Linked DNA regions of Zea mays: region 2 is linked to region 1. The links are chromatin contacts, called in public Hi-C maps. All regions are on one chromosome and are shown on one strand. Each heading gives the region's core, a stretch centred on a gene start, on an enhancer-like site or on the middle of the called end of the contact. The rest is flanking DNA. Distances are from core to core; before and after follow the strand shown.

What was found. Hi-C and Micro-C count contacts between places; a contact is called where the count stands out from the background.
Region 2: a contact with region 1 is called in a Hi-C map of ear, with 2.2 times the contacts expected there. The contact joins the promoter of LOC100382673 here to the enhancer-like site in region 1. A contact is called at or near these places in 3 of 25 Hi-C or Micro-C datasets (ear, leaf and tassel).

The regions. Positions count from the first base shown.
Region 1 is chr4:27,785,037-27,789,420 of Zm-B73-REFERENCE-NAM-5.0, reverse strand. LOC100191298 reads left to right here. Exons shown (of 8, transcript NM_001136732.2): 8 at 45-379. The coding sequence ends at 78. Among protein-coding and RNA genes, the nearest start is that of LOC100191298, 11 kb to the left of the region's middle. Within about 2 kb of position 2,615, at least 19 of the 20 cell types and tissues checked have an H3K27ac peak or open chromatin away from gene starts, as enhancers often do. A contact at or near this core is called in ear, leaf and tassel, where this site is marked.
Region 2 is chr4:28,296,870-28,301,253 of Zm-B73-REFERENCE-NAM-5.0, reverse strand. LOC100382673 (evolutionarily conserved C-terminal region 10) reads right to left here and starts at 2,416. Exons shown (of 9, transcript NM_001175397.1): 1 at 2,214-2,416; 2 at 1,311-1,384; 3 at 1,004-1,175; 4 at 613-689; 5 at 240-543; 6 at 1-37. The coding sequence starts at 2,250.

The DNA.
Region 1 (4,384 bases), core at 1,366-3,865:
AGACATTATTGGAGGAAGCAACTTATGGTTGGCTATTATTGCAGGCTCAGTAACACGCTCAAATCTGGAAGCAGCTAAGGAGCCTCCGCCTCGTCATGAATCATTTGCTGGATGGTAAAGAATAGCCGATGCTTGCAAGTCAGCGCGCAAATCCCATTCTCTTTGTTTTAACTCCAGAAGTTCTACACCGCCATCAATTATCTGTAAAGTGCGTGTTAAATTTTTTGGATACTACATTAGATGTACCCCCAGGTTGAGATCAAGAATAGGTCTGTGGAAAATGACGAGCAAACTGTGCTACTGTCTTTACCCGTAAATCTCATGGATCATGACAAGTTTTTTTTTGTACCCCAATATGATTAAACTTACTCCACATTTCTATGTTTTCGTATCAGTGATCATTACAGAAACTGCTCTTAAGCACCTTCTGCTACCACTTTTACACTTCATTTAATCTCTGTCACCGCGTTTGCGGCAGAGGGATCATTACAGAAGCCGTCGCAACTCGCAAGACGTTGCGATGCGAGTTTAATCGGACACCTGTGTTTACTCGCTTGTGAAGAACTTTGTGCTGGAATTGATATACAATCATAAAATTATCTTAAGGCTGAGTTTTTTTTTATAAAAAATGTATATATTCCTTGGGGAAAGAGCAGTGTTGCATTTCGGGGGCGGATTGAGCAGCTGTTTTCGTGATTGAATCCTCCTTCCTGTGTCAGGAAAAAGATTTGCCGGTAGGCCCGGGCGTCCACTCCAGGCTGGCCTTAGCACGAACCAGCTCACAGCTCCGCCTGACAAAACGGCCTGCGAATTGACGTCAGCAAGGATGTCACCTGAAAGCAAAGGTTTGCGCTGTACGGCAAGTCACGTGTACATAGAATAGAGATAGACTGTAGTTTGTTTTGTGCACCGCGGACGACTGTTCAACCGTCGTCTCACGTCAGTTGCTCTGTACTCACGACTTGGCCCTGGATGGAACAATCGCTTGCCAAAACGTTCATTTGATAATGAATGTCATCCACAGTAGGACACCTGTTGTGCTGTCAAATCTCCGCGAAAATCCGGGCGTTTGTTTCATTTGTTAAGTTACAACTGAAGCACGTAAATTTCACCACGACTGACCATGCTTCGACGATGGCGAATTGTATCATTGGCAATGGCTAGACCATTTAACCCCCCTCTCGTGTTCTCTCAAATTAAAGAATCTTCATAATACGTCCTTTTTTAGAACATCGTAATTTTTTTTGCCTTCTATATCTTGTGTTTCCTTGTGAAAAACCGAATTAATTTATGTGAAACTCTGTTGTTTCAAAGTGTCCTAAATTTCTTGTACAAAAAAAAAACATAGGTCCAAGTCTCTAACCAACAGTCACACACCATGTAAGGGCTAGTTTGGAAGACACAATATCGGAAGGGATTGAACCAAACAATATCGGAAGGGATTGAAGGGGCTAAAATCCCTTTCTTATTCAATTTTAAATAAGAAGGAGATTTTAGCCCCTCCAATCCCCTCCGGTATTTTAGCTCCCAAACTAGTCCTAAGAGACATTCCGCCTGTTTGGATGAATGTACCCACACGTACAATCTCGCGCGAGCCTGACCAACCGCGTACGTCCGTTTTGGACGTACGTGTGGATGCATCTAACATAACTTATTTTGTGTCTGTCCATGCAGCCTGCGCTTCACACGTGCAGCCAACCAAACACAAACTCAGATAAAGTCAACACACGTGGTCACGCGGGACGAGACGATGCAGCTAACCAATCACATGAATTATTTTCACAGATCACGCTATAATGGTTTGTCATTTTTTTTATACACTATAACCGGTGGAATGCTAGGTGGCCAAGAGCCACCAGATCGACTCTACTGGCTGCTGGTCGTGCCGTGACAGCCGGAATGAAAGCTCGCAAGACGACAACAACTCGGATTGGGATTAATGCCGAAAGGGGCAGCGGTGATTGCCCGATTAGGACAACAACTCGTAATCGGGCAGGAAGTGGAAGGCAGGCTGGAACGTTCTGGAACCAAATGAGCCTGAGGATAAACCCAGCACCAACGTCGATCTCGTGCTCTCTAAAAGGCATCGGTCGGTTGATTACCATAGCTCACTCATCCACTCTAATCAATCAACCAGACAAAAAAGAGGCCGCTACTAGTTCGGTGAAATCCCATCCAAGCTCTCAATTGTACGTGACACTTCCATCCATCAGCATGTTTGGGGTTGTCTCAAGTCATCATGCGCTTTTCAAACAACCCATTACTTACCTAGCTAACCGAAACGAACGCAAAGCGAAAAAATATAATTTTTTTTTAAAAAAATGAGGTTCCCAAACCAGCCCTCTCTATTTTTCTTTATCTATCGAGATTTAGATAAAAATAAACTAGCTAATTACAAATGACAAATAGATACCGGAGAAAGAGATATAGTTTAGGGTAACGGGTCCTAATCCTAACAGTGGTCCATTACTCTGACCAGGCGCGCCTCACCGTCCCCTGCAGCTCTGCAGCCTTTCTTGCCATTCATTGGTCGACGCGAACAGTCCGACATGGCGCTAGGCCGGCGCTGCGGACGCAGCTATCCCCCCGGCCGGCCGTGACGCGCTGTGCGTGCCGCCCCTCTGCTCCAGCTGGTTTTTCTTTTTCCACCAGGGTCTGGGTAGCTTCCACCCGAACGTTCCAGAAGGACACGTGTCGACCTCTGCCTCGCGCCCGCGTGACAGGCGCATAGGTCAACGCGGTGGACCCTGTTGACTTTTTCTGGGTGGCCTTTTGCCGCCGCTGTGCATACATACAGAAACAGAAGGAAGGACGAACGGACGTAGAAGCGCACAAAAACCGTCCATGGTGCGGTGCCCAAAGAGCAACTGCACACAGGCGGCGGGATGAGATCACGAGAAGTTCCCTACCGCCCGATGATGGCAGCAGGTCGGGTAAAGTGCGGATAAGCCATTTACCCGTCCGCTAACATATCCGTGTTTGTAGTGTTTATTTGTGCCCGCGAGAGATTGCGGGTAAATTTTTTAATCCGTGTCCGTACCCGCAGGATATCTGCGGATATCGGGCAACTCGTTACCCGCCAGAAAATACATAGAGTATGTGGTCATGTTCATTTTACCAAGAACACAACAACTTGACAGACATAATAATGACAAGGAACATAGTTCAAACTTAAAAGTCCACAAACATGATCAATCATCCACAAACATAAGTCTCAAACTCTTAAGATAATTAATTATTACAACACAATGTTTTAGGATAAAATGAACACATGGGCGATATTTTGATGGGCTAGTAAATTAAGCGGGTAACGGGTAATACCCGCGGGTGAGAAGTGTTACCCGTATCCTTACCCATGGGCGAGATTTCTTACCCGTATCCATACCCATCGGGTACGAAACCCGCGGATATCCGTGCCCGCGGGCAGAATTGCCATCCCTACTTTGTTGGATCCAAGGAGAGATTGGTGAGGATCAAACCTCTTCCTATTAATCATTTTAGATCTTCTTCAATCCCTTTCAGATTTGTTCATATTTGTTCGTTGCGTCTAGATCAAAGAGGATAGAAAGAATTAAATCCCCCTCTATTCAGCTTCGCTAGTAGCGAAGGATTAAATCTCGTAATCCTTTTTCGATCCATCCAGACGCAATCGAACAAGTTCTCAAACAGAACAAGCCATAAATATAATTGCGGGGCACACCATATAAATACTAATAGATGAACTAGAGAGAATTTCATATTGATCCTTGATCATGTATCTACAGAAGAAATGGACGGTAGAGATGCAGGAGCATATACAAGTTCATCCATATGGTCAACTAAAATAATGTTTTACGTTGTAGACTGTATTGTTCGTATTATGAATAATAAAATTTAAATATAAATATAAGAATAATTAAGCTGCCTAACACCGGTTCCAAGGAGCAACTCCACCCAGGGCGGTTCCCATTCCCATTACAATATCTGTAGCATCCGCTTTGCCCCGTCGAACACAACGACGGCGAGACAGCAAACCTGCGCGCACTAATGCGAGTGCAAAAAAAAAAAAATCTTAAGAGAGAGATTATGTTAACCGACCGATGTTTTTTTACCTTGCCGTTCAATTGTACATGCATATTTCCGGCGTAGAAAAAAAAACGAAACAAAACAAAGTAAAAACCGGTAGCCGCTCCGCGCCAAGGCGCTCGGGTGGCGGCGCCATTGTTTAGCTTATCTGGGGCGCGGGGACGTCACGTGTCTGCCTCCTCGCTAATGATTCGTGTTTTGTTTAGCTTAAGAGAGAGACTATGTTAACCGACCGATGTTAACTGCCGCTAATAAATAGCAACTTAAGCTCTAGACTAAAGTAGCAGCGCGCACAAGCCAATTTTATGTTAAAAGTGTT
Region 2 (4,384 bases), core at 1,167-3,666, 510 kb before region 1:
CCAAACAACCCAGGAGCATTATTTGGCTGTGTCAGTGCTGCAAAAGGTCAAAACAAAGTCAGGCATGGCTTTAAGCACTACTCCCTCCGTCCGTTTTTATTTGACGTCTGCCAGCACAAAGTTAAACTATATGGCGTCAAATAAATAATAACGGAGGTAGTACATTATAACACATATTGTTTGCAGTCATAAAAATTTTGCCTACAGGAAAAGTAGAAACTTTAGAAGAGAAACACTACCTCTGTCAAATGAGCTGAATGGTTGATGATACCCTGGTGTGGGTGAATATAGAAGGCCATCAGGAAGGAAATACTCTTGCTGCAGCATAGGGTCTCCTTGGGACATTCCAGTTGCGGAGTTTGAATATCCCATGCTAGGAGAAGCTGGTGGTTGATAGTAAGGATTTGAGAAGGAATAGTGCACAGGGAAGTATTGTTGGCCATCTCCAGCAGTGGAAACAGGAGAATATGCTCCATACATCATTTGGGGGTTGTTTGCATATCCAGCAGATAGCATGAGGGACTGGTTGTCATTGTAGATTCCCTTCAAGAAAAAAATATTTAGAAAAAAATCAAGAAAACACAAAGAAGCTCGGTAATTCCAGCAACTTACGGGAGATACGGAATGGAGCCCCTCCATATTCACATAATGGGGATATTCCTCCCATTGTCCTGAAGGGTTCATGTATCCTACAGCAAGGGGAAGAAAAAAGAATATCAAATTTAAAACAGCACTCCATGAGAAGTAAATGTTGCTCCCTTGATAAAGAGCCTAAGTCTCTAATTGAATAATATACTCAGTGCCCTCATCAGCACAAGATCGATGCAATAGAGGTGAACAAAGCAGATGAAACGTCAATTGTACAGCCAGTGAAAAGACAAATTTAGCTGGAAGCAATAGAAGATTGTTCAGAAGCTACGGATATATTTCCGTCTCGTGCTTTATGCAACAGAATTCAGAACATGTGCTAACATTAATTAAAAGGCAATGAATATACCCTAACCTCCAGGATAGAGTGGTTGTGGCTGTGGTGCATACACATTTTGCTGGTAGAGATAAGGTTGCTCTCCAGCTTTTCCGACAGAGCTAGCCTTCTCTGGTGGGCCGTTTGGCGATCTCAAGGAGCTAGCGCCACGTGCATTGCCTGTAGTCACATTCTCTGTACCAGAAAGAATCTGTCGCAATTGAAACATGTTCATGAACAACATTTCAAAGCACAGATCAGAAAGAAAATAAAATATAAATGGAACTAAACAACATTTCAAAGCACAGATCAGAAAGAAAATAAACTATAAATGGAACTAAATTACCTGGTCCTTGGCGTTTGCACTCTTGGAGGGGTTATTCTCAAGTACAGGCCCCGTCTGCAACGGAGCCGTGCTATCTACAAAAAACATAAATATAGAAAGATAAGTTGGCAGTAGCATTCGTGGAAAGTTGCCTTGATTTGGTGCAAAATAGCTAAAATTTAAAGACAAGCATGATACTTGTAGAAAACAGAAACAAGACCTCGCAAGCTGTACAACTCGTCAACTACCCATTCACAAGCATTCGAAAGCTACTACGTGCATATGCACAGGACAATCACAGGCGTTGACATGATCAGGTCATCAGCACCAACCAGCTGTCCCGCTGTACAGTAGCTTACTCGAATACCTAGTATGTACTGAAGCTAGAGCTTCCCGTTGGGTACTTAGTACTTACAATCGTATCCTGTTCGTACTGGCAGCAACTTTCCCGTGCTAGCTCCTGTAAAACGGCTACGGCTAGCAATACCCCGAGCCGTCCCTCCTGTGGGCGGACCGCGGACGTGCCCCGGCAAAACGGGAAAAGGCATAAAAGACGCTATTGCCCTCACGAGGACGTGAGGCAACGTAATCAGCACAAATCCCAGCCGCAGCCTGCTCCGCGCATCTTCTTCCACGGCTGGGTACGAGCACGCAACCCCGACGGGAAAATCGCAGTTACGGGGCTTCCGAGGAGCGAAGGAACCGTAGCCCCGGAACCAATCTTGACCTAGGAGCCCCCACCGCGAGCCCGGGCAGCAGGGCCGGCTCCGAAATCGCAGACCCGGCGCGAATTCCCGCCGAATCCAGCGCGCAGAGCCCTTCGAGCAAGAGAATTCGAGCAGCGACACAGCGCAATCACGACCCAGCGACAAGGGGAACCAAAAAAGTCAAACCCCAATCCAGCAACAGGAGGCAAGGTCTCACCAGCGGGGACCTGGGCCCGGTGCGGCGCGGCGGCCATGGCGGGGATCCGGGCGCGGCGGTAGGTGGCGCGGGCGGGCTCGCGCGTGGAGTCCTCCTCCCGGCGAGGGTTTAAGCATCAAATTCGGGAGAAGCGAGGGGGGAGGGGAGCAAAAAAAAGGGAAAATGCTCTTCCCCCCTTTTTATTGGACGCGACGAGAGGAGTGGGGAAGAAAAGAAACCACGAGCGTCTCTCCCAACCAATGATTTTATACAACAGCGGAAATAGGCGACGTGCCGCCCCGCGCGTTGGCTGATCCCGGCCCGGCCCACCGGGTTCGTTCTTAACGGGTCTGATCGGGCTTGGGGACCCGGTTGTGCTTGTGAGGTGGTACTCACTACTCAGATCTGATCCGGACTCGTGACGGATCTGTCTGCCACGGACTTTTATTTAGGATCGGCGGCACGTGCGGTTTTGGGTTTGAGAAATTGAGAGCAATAATATATCTGTCCTTTAGATTTTTTTTTCTAAAATATTTTCCCTTTTATATCTCATTTATCTTTAACAACATGTATCGTCCTCTATATAGTAAACGCACATATTACAGGTATGTTTTGCCCTAATTTTATATACATATGCACATACTCTAATACATTTATACATATATTTGTTTAACTTAATTCACTGTTTAAAGTATTACAATGGATAGTGAACAGAACAAATAATCTCTATATATAGAGAGACTGGAGAACGTTCTCTATATTTAGATGACGCTTTAAAGACATCGTAAATATATATAGATATAGAAATCTTCTCTGAATATAAGGTAGGTTTAGGGTTTAGCATACCTATTCCTTGTTCGTGAATCATGAAACCAAGGAATAATTATCCTACAGTCACCTCGGACGCACACTCTTTGGGGTTCTTCTTCAACCCGTGGAGTCTGGTTCTCTAGAACACTTTTCCTTATTCGTGAGAAAATGTAAGGTATAATGTACTTTGTTTCACATGTTTTTAATAAAATCTAGCCGGTACTTAGAGAATAATAATAATCATCAATAATAACAAAAATAGATTAAAAATAAAACTTTTAATCCATTGTTGCCGTGAGAAAAATGTGAGGTATAATGTGTGCCGATGTCAAAGTTGAAATCTGCTAGCACAGGCACACTGGCAGCACGGGCAAAGCGAAACAATGATTGTCGTCCCCCGCCTCTGGCAGCGCCCACGACCCATCCCCGTGGATCACCTATGAGTCCTCATCCCCCTGGTAGCACCTAGGCCCCGACGGCGGCGGCTGCGCAACAGGTCTCCGGCGACGGCGGCTACGCGACAGGTCTCCAGCGGTGGCGGCTGCGCAACGGCCTCTGGCAGTGGCTACGCGATAGGCCTCTGGCGTTGTGTGATGTGAAGAGGAGACCTACGTGTAGGAGGAATCCCAGCCGGGGTGACGATGATGCCGAACTCTGTGCAGATAATGGCGCGGTCGAACAGAAAATGGATGGAGATTGTTTGAAGGATGTAAATAATTTGGTGAATATACGTTATATTAATAATATGTCCAAATTTAACTAATAGTCTTGTTTAGTCTAGCAGAGAAAACAAGTTCTTTTGCACTATATAGGAGCTCGAGAGTTCAAATCCTTTAGGCAGATGTTTTTCTACCTTTTTTTCTCAGTTAAACATTTTGATTTTTATATAATTTTTCCCTCAGTTTTGTAGCGTAGTATGGGCGTTGGTTGTAAATTATAGGTATTTTTCAACATGTATATTGATTTTTATTAATAACTACAATAGACATTTTAAATAATTACTTATTTGTAATATCTTATGATGATATGGAACTGTCATATAGTTATGACATTTACTGTTAGTGCCTTATGACAACAATATATTCGTCACGATATAGCGATTGACTAGTGTTATGACGTTTTCTCAATGTTATTAGTGACGCTTCCCAAAATTCGTCATAAAGTTGTCTTGCCACAAAAAAACCGTCATAAAACAAAATAGTCAATGACGAAAATATTCATTGTCATGGGATGTTTAAAAGGCCACATGTGTTGTAGTGTCCCTAGTGAAGTTGACTGCCTTTTGGCTCTTTGTGTCCTTGGTTCCCTTTTGGAAACCAAGTCCATCTTTAATGGAGGGATGTCTACTAATGGTGTAGGCATCCCTAGCAAATTTAACTTTT